Regions from separate parts of the Sus scrofa genome. Here region 2 is linked to region 1. A link is a contact called in public Hi-C data. All regions are on one chromosome and are shown on one strand. Each heading gives the region's core, a stretch centred on a gene start, on an enhancer-like site or on the middle of the called end of the contact. The rest is flanking DNA. Distances are from core to core; before and after follow the strand shown. Region 1 has its middle 68 kb from the start of FOXA2. Region 2 has its middle 9.1 kb from the start of NXT1.

The links. Hi-C and Micro-C count contacts between places; a contact is called where the count stands out from the background.
Region 2: a contact with region 1 is called in a Hi-C map of retroperitoneal adipose tissue, with 1.8 times the contacts expected there. The contact joins two enhancer-like sites. A contact is called at or near these places in 2 of 5 promoter capture datasets (fetal skeletal muscle and liver), 9 of 47 Hi-C or Micro-C datasets (embryonic fibroblasts, epiblast stem cells, fetal heart ventricle and 6 more) and 1 of 2 datasets of contacts at active chromatin or transcription factors (skeletal muscle).

What each region holds. Positions count from the first base shown.
Region 1 is chr17:30,067,465-30,072,836 of Sscrofa11.1, forward strand. No RefSeq gene overlaps it. Among named protein-coding and RNA genes, the nearest start is that of FOXA2, 68 kb to the left of the region's middle. Within about 2 kb of position 2,952, at least 5 of the 83 cell types and tissues checked have an H3K27ac peak or open chromatin away from gene starts, as enhancers often do. A contact at or near this core is called in retroperitoneal adipose tissue, where this site is marked.
Region 2 is chr17:30,326,914-30,331,636 of Sscrofa11.1, forward strand. No RefSeq gene overlaps it. Among named protein-coding and RNA genes, the nearest start is that of NXT1, 9.1 kb to the right of the region's middle. Within about 2 kb of position 2,373, at least 13 of the 83 cell types and tissues checked have an H3K27ac peak or open chromatin away from gene starts, as enhancers often do. A contact at or near this core is called in retroperitoneal adipose tissue, where this site is marked.

The sequences.
Region 1 (5,372 bases), core at 1,702-4,201:
CTCCCTCCCTGCACCGGCTTTCCCTCCCCATGGGGCAAGGATAACCCTTCTCCTCAGGGTTTTATGGAAATGAAAAGAGACATTTAAGAATAAAGCACTGAGAAGCCGGACCGGTGCATGCTGAGTACTAGGGCCCCAGATGCCTGCGCTGCAGGAACCCGGGGAGGGTGGTCACTGCCACCCACCGGAGGCGGGGGAGGGGGGGCCCTCCCGAGGTTGCGTCCTCAGTTTGGGCCTGAGCGGGTCTGATATGTTTTGAGTGCTGTGTGCTGTACCCAAGCTGGCTACCGCTTTATGCTTAGGCTCCCTGCCCCGCCTTGTGAGGGAGCTCCCTTCATCCTGTGTTGCAGGTGGGGAAGCAGAGAGGCAACAGCTGGGGTTCTGGAGCCCATACTCGTCCAGGTCGAGGCTCCTGCCCATACCCCCCACTCACCATCTCTGGGGAGCAATGGAGCGCTTTGGGGTCCTGGAGAGAGAAGGTCTGGGGGAACCTTGAGCGCTCCATCTGCTTTCCTGGGATGAGCGGTGAGGCCTTCCTGGTGGCCCTCTTCTCTGGGTCCCGCATCGCGATGAGTCCATCTAGTGGTCATAGGCAGGAATTGCAGCGGCCTCGTCGGGTGAGCGGACAGTTCAGAGCCTCAAAAGGGAGCAAACTTGGCCAGACGCTGGCTGAGGCTCCCTTGTGGACACATCCGAGAAGGTTCCGTAGAAGGTGGTCGTTTGCAGCGGCCACCTCTCCCCCTCTTCTCTCCACGGGCACGCCCGCTGCAGGGCTTCTGCCTGTCAGCTCAACAGGGCAATTCTGCACCAGGGGAGAGGGACGTTTGACAGTGTCTGGGCCTGTCTTTGGTTATCACAACTAGGACTTCTGGGGTCCGGTGGGTAGAGGCCAAGGATGCTGCCACCACCCTCCAGGGCACGGGACACCCTGTAGCAAAGAACACCCGGCCTGAGTAATTCCGGCTGCGGCGGTGGGTTAAGAATCTGACTACACATACTCGGGTTGCTGTGGACACGCGGGTTCCATTCCCAGCCCTGCACAGTGGGTTTGAGGATCCTGTGTTGCCCTGGGAACTTCCACATGCCTCGGGCGTGGCCATAAACAAAACGAAATAAAACAAAACAACCGGCCTCAGAGGTCAAGAGGGTCACCAGCCATTGAGCCTGACAGTGCCCTCCTGGTAATGGGACAGCTTGGGGCAGCAGAGAGGGGTGGGTGAGGCTCAGAGCTTGGTTCCTCTTCCTACACCGCACTTCCATCCTCTTCCGCCCTGTCTGCTGTTTTTCTTTTTCATTTTTGGCTGCCTTGCGGCATATGGAGTTCCAGGACCAGGGATCAGATCTGAGCCACGGTTGTGACATATGCTGCATTTGTGGCAATGCCGGATCCTTTGACACACTGCCGGGCCAAGGATCGAACAGATGTCCTGGAGCTGCAGAGTTGCCATCGATCCCATTGCATCACAGAAGGAACTCCATCCCTGTCCGTTTTTATGCTTCAGACCTCTGCTCATGGCTGTTGGCTGCAAGCTCTCCCTTCTTCCCTGTCTCCAGTGGCCTCTCCACAGGCAGAGGGACCGCTAGGACGAGATGACCCAGGACACACCTGTGTGGGAGGTGGAGAGGAGAGAGCAGACGTGGGGGGCCATGAAGAGTGAGTCCCAGAAGACCCATCCTCTCCAGAAGGGGGACCCGGCATTTGTCCCTCTTCAGGGGTAGGGGCTGCTCCTGGGCATGTCCACCTGCTTGGGCACTGACCGGGAGTGACAGATACAGGGGTGGTCTTTCCACGTCCGCACGTGCCTCCCCAGGCCAAAGAGCTCTCCCCTGTCCCCCTGGTCCTTGGAAGCTGACAGCTCAACTGCTCTCAAATGAAGCCTCAGAGACCAGAAGTGGGCGCCTGGCTCAGCCCTGCCGGAGGGCTTGGAGCTGGAACACGACCACGGAGGCCATCCCGTGCCTCATGGTCAGCGCTACAGAAAGTCTGGAAATTTCACAGCAGACCACCGGGAAATTGTTCCATCACATCCCCAGCTAGACCTGGCTTAGTTTGCTTAGTAAGAAAAGCAATATTTTTGTTGAATTTCACATTTTCTACCAAGTAATGAATTAACCTTTTTGAAATCACAACGGGGATCACAGTAGGAAAATGAAGCCATATCCTGTCTAAATGGCTCCAGCCCAGAGGCCATCAGAGAGAGGGAAGGAGATGCCGGGATGAAGGGCTGCAAGGCAGGGGATAAAGGTATTCGGCACCTGCTAATTCCAGCATCCAGCCATCAAGGTGATGGGCCAGGCTGGTGGCATCTCGGTATGAGCAGAGTCATGGGTCCAGAGCTGATCCAGGTTAAGGATCTGCCTTCTGGGACCTGCACCTGCCCTCATCCTGTTGCCACTGGACCACGGCCAACCTCCAGTTCCAGGGACGCCTGTGAACACCTCTGCCTCTACCCACAGCCCCTCCTCAGTGATACAAACACGCCTCTGGTTGACGGGGCACACGGGCTGGTCGGGAGCAGAAAACAACTAATGTCTGGATGTCGCTCGCTCAAGTTTTCCTCAATTTCTGAAAAGTTGACAATCCACAAAGCATCTATTAAGCACCTAATACACCTAACCCCAGCACCCCCACTGTGACCCCAGTACCCCCACTGTGACCCCAACAAAGTCACTATAACCCCAACATTGCCACTGTGACCTCAACATCTCCCCTGTGGCCCCAATAAAGCCCCTGTGACCCCAACACCTCCACCGCTTCTCCCCACCATTACTGTGACCCCCACACCACCATGTGACCCCTCCATTTAATGCTATCCAGGCGGGTGGGCATGCCCCAGGTCAAAGGCGAGCCTCCCTTTCACTCCTTTTGTGTCCGTGAGCCCCCAGTGCATAGAAGCAGTGGAAGGGAAATCCCATTTAAGCAGGATGAAGCACCACCTGAACCAGCTGCAATGAAGCAGCGTGGGCAGCAGAGGGCAGCAAAGGATGCTGTTTCGGGGGTGGGTCTGGCCCTGGCCCAGGGTCTCCACCCCAGGCTTCCCTCTGACCCCATAGGAAGCAGGCACAGCTCCTCCAGGCCAGCCCTGCTAAGGTGTCCATGGGGCATCGAGTTGGATGAAAAAGCTCACTGATGGAGAACAGCCTTAGCTTCTGCCTGATGAAGAAGCTCCTGTGGGAACAGCCTCAGCTCCCGTGAAGGGGGACGGAGTCACAGGTGTTCCCTGTCCTATCGGCCTGTCCAGGGAGTGGGGCAGCTGCCTGCTGACCCAAGACGGGGTCATCACGGTGAACAGGCTTCCCTGACCCTCCCATAACTGGTGACAGTGCCTGGGTCCCCCACAGAGGCTTGTTTTATAAAGATGAGGACATGCAGGACCCCATGCGCCTTGGGCATCCTCTGAATCTCGGGATGGGGGTGTGATCAGGCTGACCCTGCCCCCACCCCACCCCCGCACCCTCAAGGTGCTGACATTGGACGTCCCCCATGGGGTGGAGGAAGGATGCAGGCGGGGTGCAAGCCCTGGGAAAGGCGCGGGTACACGGCAGCCTGGGGAGCCGTGAGTCACGTTCTAAACAACCTTCATTGTTTTTTCCCAGCTTCATGAGTTAAAAGCGATAAAACTGCATGTATTTAAAGTGTACAATGGGATGGTTTGACACACACATACCTTGTGAAAAGATTGTGATCACAGTCGAGTTAATAAACACATCCATCACCGCACAGCTACTTTTCTTGGGACGGGGGAGTGGGAACACTTAAGATGCTCTCTTAGCAAATTTCTACTCTCTTAGCAACTCTCAAGTACGCAACAGAACTATTAATACAACTCCCTTTTTTTTTTTTTTTTTTTTTTTTTTTTGTCTTTTGTCTTTTTAGGGCCGCACCCATGGCATATGGAGGTTCCCAGGCTAAGGGACTAATCAGAGCTGTTGCTGCCGGCCACAGCCACAGCCACAGCAACGCCAGATCATACCCACAACCTCATGGTTCCTAGTCGGATTCGTTTCCACTGAGCCAAGACGGGAACGCCTCTTAATACAACTTTGACCCTGCACAAAATTGCTTCAGATCTCTGTCATTTTAAAACTTAACATCCGTGTCCTTTGACCACTATCTCTCCAATTCTCCCACCCTGGTCCCTGGTAGCCAGCATCCTACTGTCTATTTCTGTGAGCTTCCTTTAAAAAATAGATCCAATGAACGCCTGAGATCATACAGTGTTTGTCTTTCTTTGCCTTATTATTTGCCTGAGCCTGATTCCTCCAGGTTCATCCTTGGCGTCACAAAAAGCAGGGTCTCTCTTTTTTTTTTTTTTTTTTTTTAAACGAATGAATAATACTCTCCTGTAAGTGAGTGTGTGTGTGACGCGTGCATCTCATATCTTCTATATCCATTCATCTGTCCACAGCATGTCATTTCTGCTCCTTGGGGAGTAGTAGTGGGGTTTCTTCTGCCCCAATCGTGTCTGCAGCTGCCTGGACCCAGGACACACTTCAGCTCCCCAAGTCCCCTCATTCACAGAACTCCAGGGGGGAGCTGGCGTGAGGACTACTTTTTTTTTTTTAATTTCTATTCCCTGGGGCCCTGAAAGCCTTCAAAACTTTCCTTGGCCAAGGCCTATTCAACAGACATCAGAGCTGGGGGGAGGTCAGGTCCAGGGAGAAGGGGCCGGTGGAGCCCTAAGGAGTGGGGATTCTGGCCCAGCCGCCCCAGTGGCCTCCATGGGAGGGCCTCCCTCTCAGTAGCAACAGTCCAGCCTTTCTTTGCAAAATAATTCTGAATTTATCTCCAGGCTGATCTACCTCCCGCCATGCAAGCAAATTCACTGGAGATACATCGTTCGGCCTCATTTCCCGTCTTCCACTCACTTACGCTACCATCTTTTCAAGTGGCTCTTGGACAGACGTTCCCGAAACATTTCCCTGGGGGCCTCACGTCATCACCCGCCCACAGTGCAGCTGGAGGGCGTCTCAACTCCTCCAAGAAGCCTGGCCTGTCTGGTGCTTGCTCCGTCTAAGCAGCGGGTATCAATGCTGGCTCAAGAGTGCACCAGAAATATAGAGCAATGGAGATGCTTGGAGAAAGAGCCCATGAAAAGTGGCACATCTTAAGGTGGCTCAAGCTCAAAATAAATGAAATAGTTTAGGCTGGCATAATCCCACCAGCATCTTCAAGAAGAGAGCAATTTCCAGCCAAGCAAACCTGAACCCTAGTTTGGTTTCCTGCTGCCACAGAAACCAGGCAAGGGGAGGAGGGGAGGGGTGTTCCTTTGCCCACATTGTCCCCAGAGCAAGTCCCCTCATCTGCTGCTGCCTGAGTGTCCTCCTTGTGGTCCCTTCCCTTATCCTAGGCCAGTGCTGTTTAACAGAAC
Region 2 (4,723 bases), core at 1,123-3,622, 260 kb after region 1:
ATTCAACCCCTAGCCTGGAACCTCCATATGCCACAGGAGCAGCCCAAGAAATGACAAAAAGAAAAAAAAAAGAAAAAGAAAAAAAAGACTGTTCCTTTTTGATTATCATCTTATCAGAACAAAGCTGAGTGATATCCAGCTCCTGTTCTATACCAGGCACCGTGCCAAATACTTGGCCTGAATCTCACGCAGATTTTAGGGACAGCCTTTTGAAAATGTATCCTTATGACCCTCATTTAAACCTGTCCTGCCCCCGCCTCCAATCTGTGTTATTTTGATGCCAGCAGAGTTAATTAAACATGCTGAAAAATCACAGGATGCTGAGGCTCAACTGCAGTGCAGCACCGAGCTGCCCACTGTGAGGACAAAGGATTTTGAATGGGTTGCCCACCTCCCAAGGGGCAGAAGCTGGGTATCCTTGTCAGCATGGGCAGCCACAGCAATGTGCCACAGCCCAGCGGCTAAATCATCAAAATTTATTTTTTCACGGTGCTTGAGGCTAGAAGCCTGAGATCTAGGTGTTGACCTGAAACCAATAGATTCCCAGGTGTTTCTCCAGCAAAGACAGGTTTATTCGGGATCAGAGGAGAATTGCAGTTTGGGGTCAGCAACCAGGGTGAGTCCAAGAAATGTCCCCCCGAGGGCGGGGGACAGAAGGTTTTAATCAGGAGCAGAGGCTGTGGGGAGGGAGGGCCGTGGTGAGCAAACGGCCCACGGCTTTCCATTTGCGAGTCCTCTCCAGGGTGAATGTTCTTTCTTCTTCCCACTGGGCTCAGACCTCCCCCTTCTGCTCTCTCTGCAATATTTCATTGAGGTTTTTTCATTAATTTTTTACAGAGGTGGGGGGTGGGGCAGGACCAGTTCCTCCTGCAACCTCTCTCCTCTTGAGGAGTCTCCTCTGTGTGTCTGTGTCTGATCTCTTATAAGAAAATAAAGGAGTTCCCATCGTGGTGCGGTGGAAACGCATCCGACTAGGAACCATGAGGTTTCAGGTTCGATCCCTGGCCTTGCTCAGTGGGTTAAGGATCTGGCATTGCTGTGAGCTGTGGTGTAGGTCGTGGACGCAGCTCGGATCCCGCGTTGCTGTGGCTCTGGCCGGCGGCTACAGCTCCAATTAGACCCCTAGCCTGGGAACCTCCATATGCCACAGGTGCAGTCCTAAAAAGCCAAAAAAAAAGAAAAAGAAAAGAAAAGCAGTCACGTGGGATCAGCCCCACCCCAGTAATCTCACTCTACCTTAATCACCTCTTTAGGAACCCTGTTCCCAAATAAGCCTGGGGCAGGGCTTCAATTAGGTGAGTGTCCACACCTATGAGAGGATTCTGCCTGAGGGCGAGCCTTGAGGGGTCCCCTGGGAACCTGTAAGAAACACATCCCTGCCCCCGACCCTAGCTGAGGCAGACCCTAGTGGGGTGCACAGCCTTCAGCTCCAACATGACCCCGCATGGCTGAAGGGCCACCCCATGCCTGGAGGATTCTGGCATCTGAATTCCTCCCTCCTCGTGGTTTTGGCACCCAGAGCCACGGGCTTCTGATGCAACTCCACTCTAAACACACATGGACATGGAACAAGAAGGACCGTCTGATGGGTTTAATGCCGACAAGAGAAATTCGGCACTTCCTTCACCTCCGATGGTGAATAGGTTTGTGGGGCGCTGCTCTCAGATGCTGCCCCTGGTGCCTGTGCTGAGGGGGGTCCAGGCTGAGACCCAGACAAGGGGTCCAAGCCCCGTGCCAGGCCTGCCTAAGTGTCACTGTAGCCTTACCAGTCAGCTCATAGGCACCACCTCTCCCTGACCCATCCTCATTTTGAGCTAGGCAGGGCAGGTCCAGGACAGGTAGTGGGTAGGACAGGTAGTGTGTAGGAGAGGTTACAGGCAGGGCAGGTAACAGGACAAGTGCCCAGGCGGTTGGTAGAACAAGAAGCCCTCAGCTCCAACGTGACCTGGCATGGCTGTTAGGCTGGTAAGTGACTCACCAGGCACCAGCCCCCCAAACCCGGGAGTGATAAGGCTGGGAGGTGACCTCTGCCCTTCTGCCTTTTGACCCTACACCCTCACACTTGGCACAGGTCTCCCTGCCCGCCCACCCCCCACTGTCCATTCCCTGAAGTCACAGACCCCCTAACCTTCTAAAGCCTGAGATCTGCCTTTGGACTCTGTTTATAGGAAGGAAATTCCACTTTTCATTTCCTGCGCGTTTCCTGGGTTGTGGCGGGCTTGGACTGGGCTTTGTTGAATTCCTGTCTACATTTCCAGGGTTTATCTCTTGGGATAACACGCGTGCTTTCTCGGTGGCTTAACCACTGTTCCGTGCCAGGCTGGTGACGCGGCTCTGTTCTGGAAAGCTCGCCTCCCCCTCAGCCCCCCAAAACCTCGGGGTATGAGTGACACAAGCCTGACTCAGCCACCACGGCAGCGCTCCCAGAAGACTGGACTTGATGGCCGCTCCCGAGGGCAGGAGTGGGGTCAGGAGCACAGCCGCTGCCCCAAACATGTGAGAACTCGCCCATGGCCACGGCCAGACCAGGGGGCCGCTTCCTCCTCCCCATCCTCCCTCCTCCTCAAGCGGCCCATTGCCCATGTGTGGGGAAGGTCACATTCCCTGCTGTTCAGGGAGAAACCGGGGTCGCCCAAGGCTCCTGCAGACCCTGGCTGACCCACACAAGCACGCAGTTCTTGATGAACCGACAACAGTTCCAGGCTCCATCCAAGGGGGAAATTGCTCAAGACGCTGGAGCAAACTTGCAGAAGAGCCAGAGGACTGGCTGGAAATGCCTAACTAACAACAGAGCTACCTGGGGAGGAAGGTAAGTAGCAGGGTTCCCACTTGGGGCCTCTCCCAGTGGTCCTACGGGAGCAGGGACATCACCCCCTTCCTGGGCAGGCCTCACCAGTCAACCGCATCCTCCAGGTCAGAACGGGCACCTCATGCACCACAGTCCCCAGCCAGACCTCTGTGCCGCCAGCCTCGGGCCCCCTGCTGTGTGTCCCCATGCCCGACGCCTGCACCCCTGCCTCTGCCTGGCTGTCCCCACCGCCGGAAACAGTCAGGGGACTGGTTGCAAGCAACAGAATCTGAAGCTGAACAACTTAGAAAGGGAATTTCATGGAAGGCCCCTGGAGCCCAGGGCACAGACTGGAAGCTGAGAGGCACTGCCTCACATGTTTCTCTCAGGGTCGCCTGGGAGCCTCAAGGTCTGGGAAGCCTTCCAGATTAAGGACCCCTGAACGGAGACCTGCAGATGAACCCAAGTGGCCAGTGGCACACAGCACACCCCCATTCCAGCTTCCCTCAGCCCTGCCCACTCAGCGCCCCGCCCTGGTCATCGTAACAGGACAAAACGGGACGTGCAGGCCTGGAAGCAACCTGGATGGCCTGGTCTGGGCAGGGGAAGAGCACCCTTCGTGATCAGGAAGTGGGGGTATCTCCCAGGACCTTGGGAATGACACCACACAGCTTCGGTTCCCCCAGGTAAGGGATCAGCTTTGTGGGTAACCCTGAAACCCGCCCATCGTCCATCCTTTTTGGCTGCAGAGAATCCGGGCTCTCTGGGCTCAGCCTTAGCCTTGTAGAATCTCGGCCGTGTTTACAGGGCTGTCATGGCAGCTCCTGCTTCCTGAGCAACTCTGGAGCCCGGCTCTTGTCCTAATGATTTCAGCACTGAGTGGTCCGGAGGCAGAGGCCCCAACTCCCATCAACCTGGCCCCCCATGTCCCTGTCTTTCAAAGCTCTCAGGAAACCAAAGCACCACTGTGACAGTAGAAGGGCTTGAATACCCCGCAACAAAGACACACACAGAGACACAGAGACACACACAGACACACATGCACACACACAGACATACACACAGACACAAAGACACACACACAGACATATACGCAGACACACACAGAGACAAACACAGACACACACACACACACAAACACAGATATAAGCACAGAGACACACACAGCGGGCCCACCAGCGTGGCACACAGCACATTCCTTGACCCACTGTGGTTCTTCTCTGGCTCCTTCCACTGTTCACAGATCACCAGCAACTTGGGAAGGGGCCTGACCAGCACCCCACAGTCCACTCTGCCCCCCCCCCCATTTAGATGCCCAAGCAGGCCTGGCACGCAGCACTGTAGGACTCTCTCCAACACTACCCCCCACCCAGTCACTTGGGCCTTTGCCCTTGGCTGCACAGGCTCTTCCCTGGAGCCCCAGCCCCTGGTCTTGCTCAAGCCCTCCATTCTTGGGGGCCCCAGGCCCAATCCAATCCCTCCTTCTTCCACTGGTAGAGAAACCAAAGCCCCTGGCAGGACACGATCTGCTGGGTCCAGGGCAGGCTGAAGACTCGGGGCCCCTGCTCAGAAGCTGTTAAGATTCCCAGGGACAAGCACAAAGCTTGGAACCAAGCTCATGGCCCTTCTGAGTGCCAAGCCCTGTGTGACAGCCCCACTCACACGCCCAGAAGCTGCCTGCAGCCCCGGCACCTGCACAAAGGGGCCACATGGGCAGCAGGGGTGCCACACAGGTGGGGAAACCGAGGCCCTACCTGTCCGGGCACCTGCTGCTTCCTTCCGCTCCCCTCTCAGAGGTGCTCAGCAATGGTCTTGTCAGTTGAAGGGGGGACGGGGCAGGGCGAGAGGGAGGACCCAGGGAATAAGGAGTCTGGGATGAGCTGGGGTTCCCACTACTTCTCCTTTCCAGCTCTTCCCAGCACAAAGCTGCCTTGG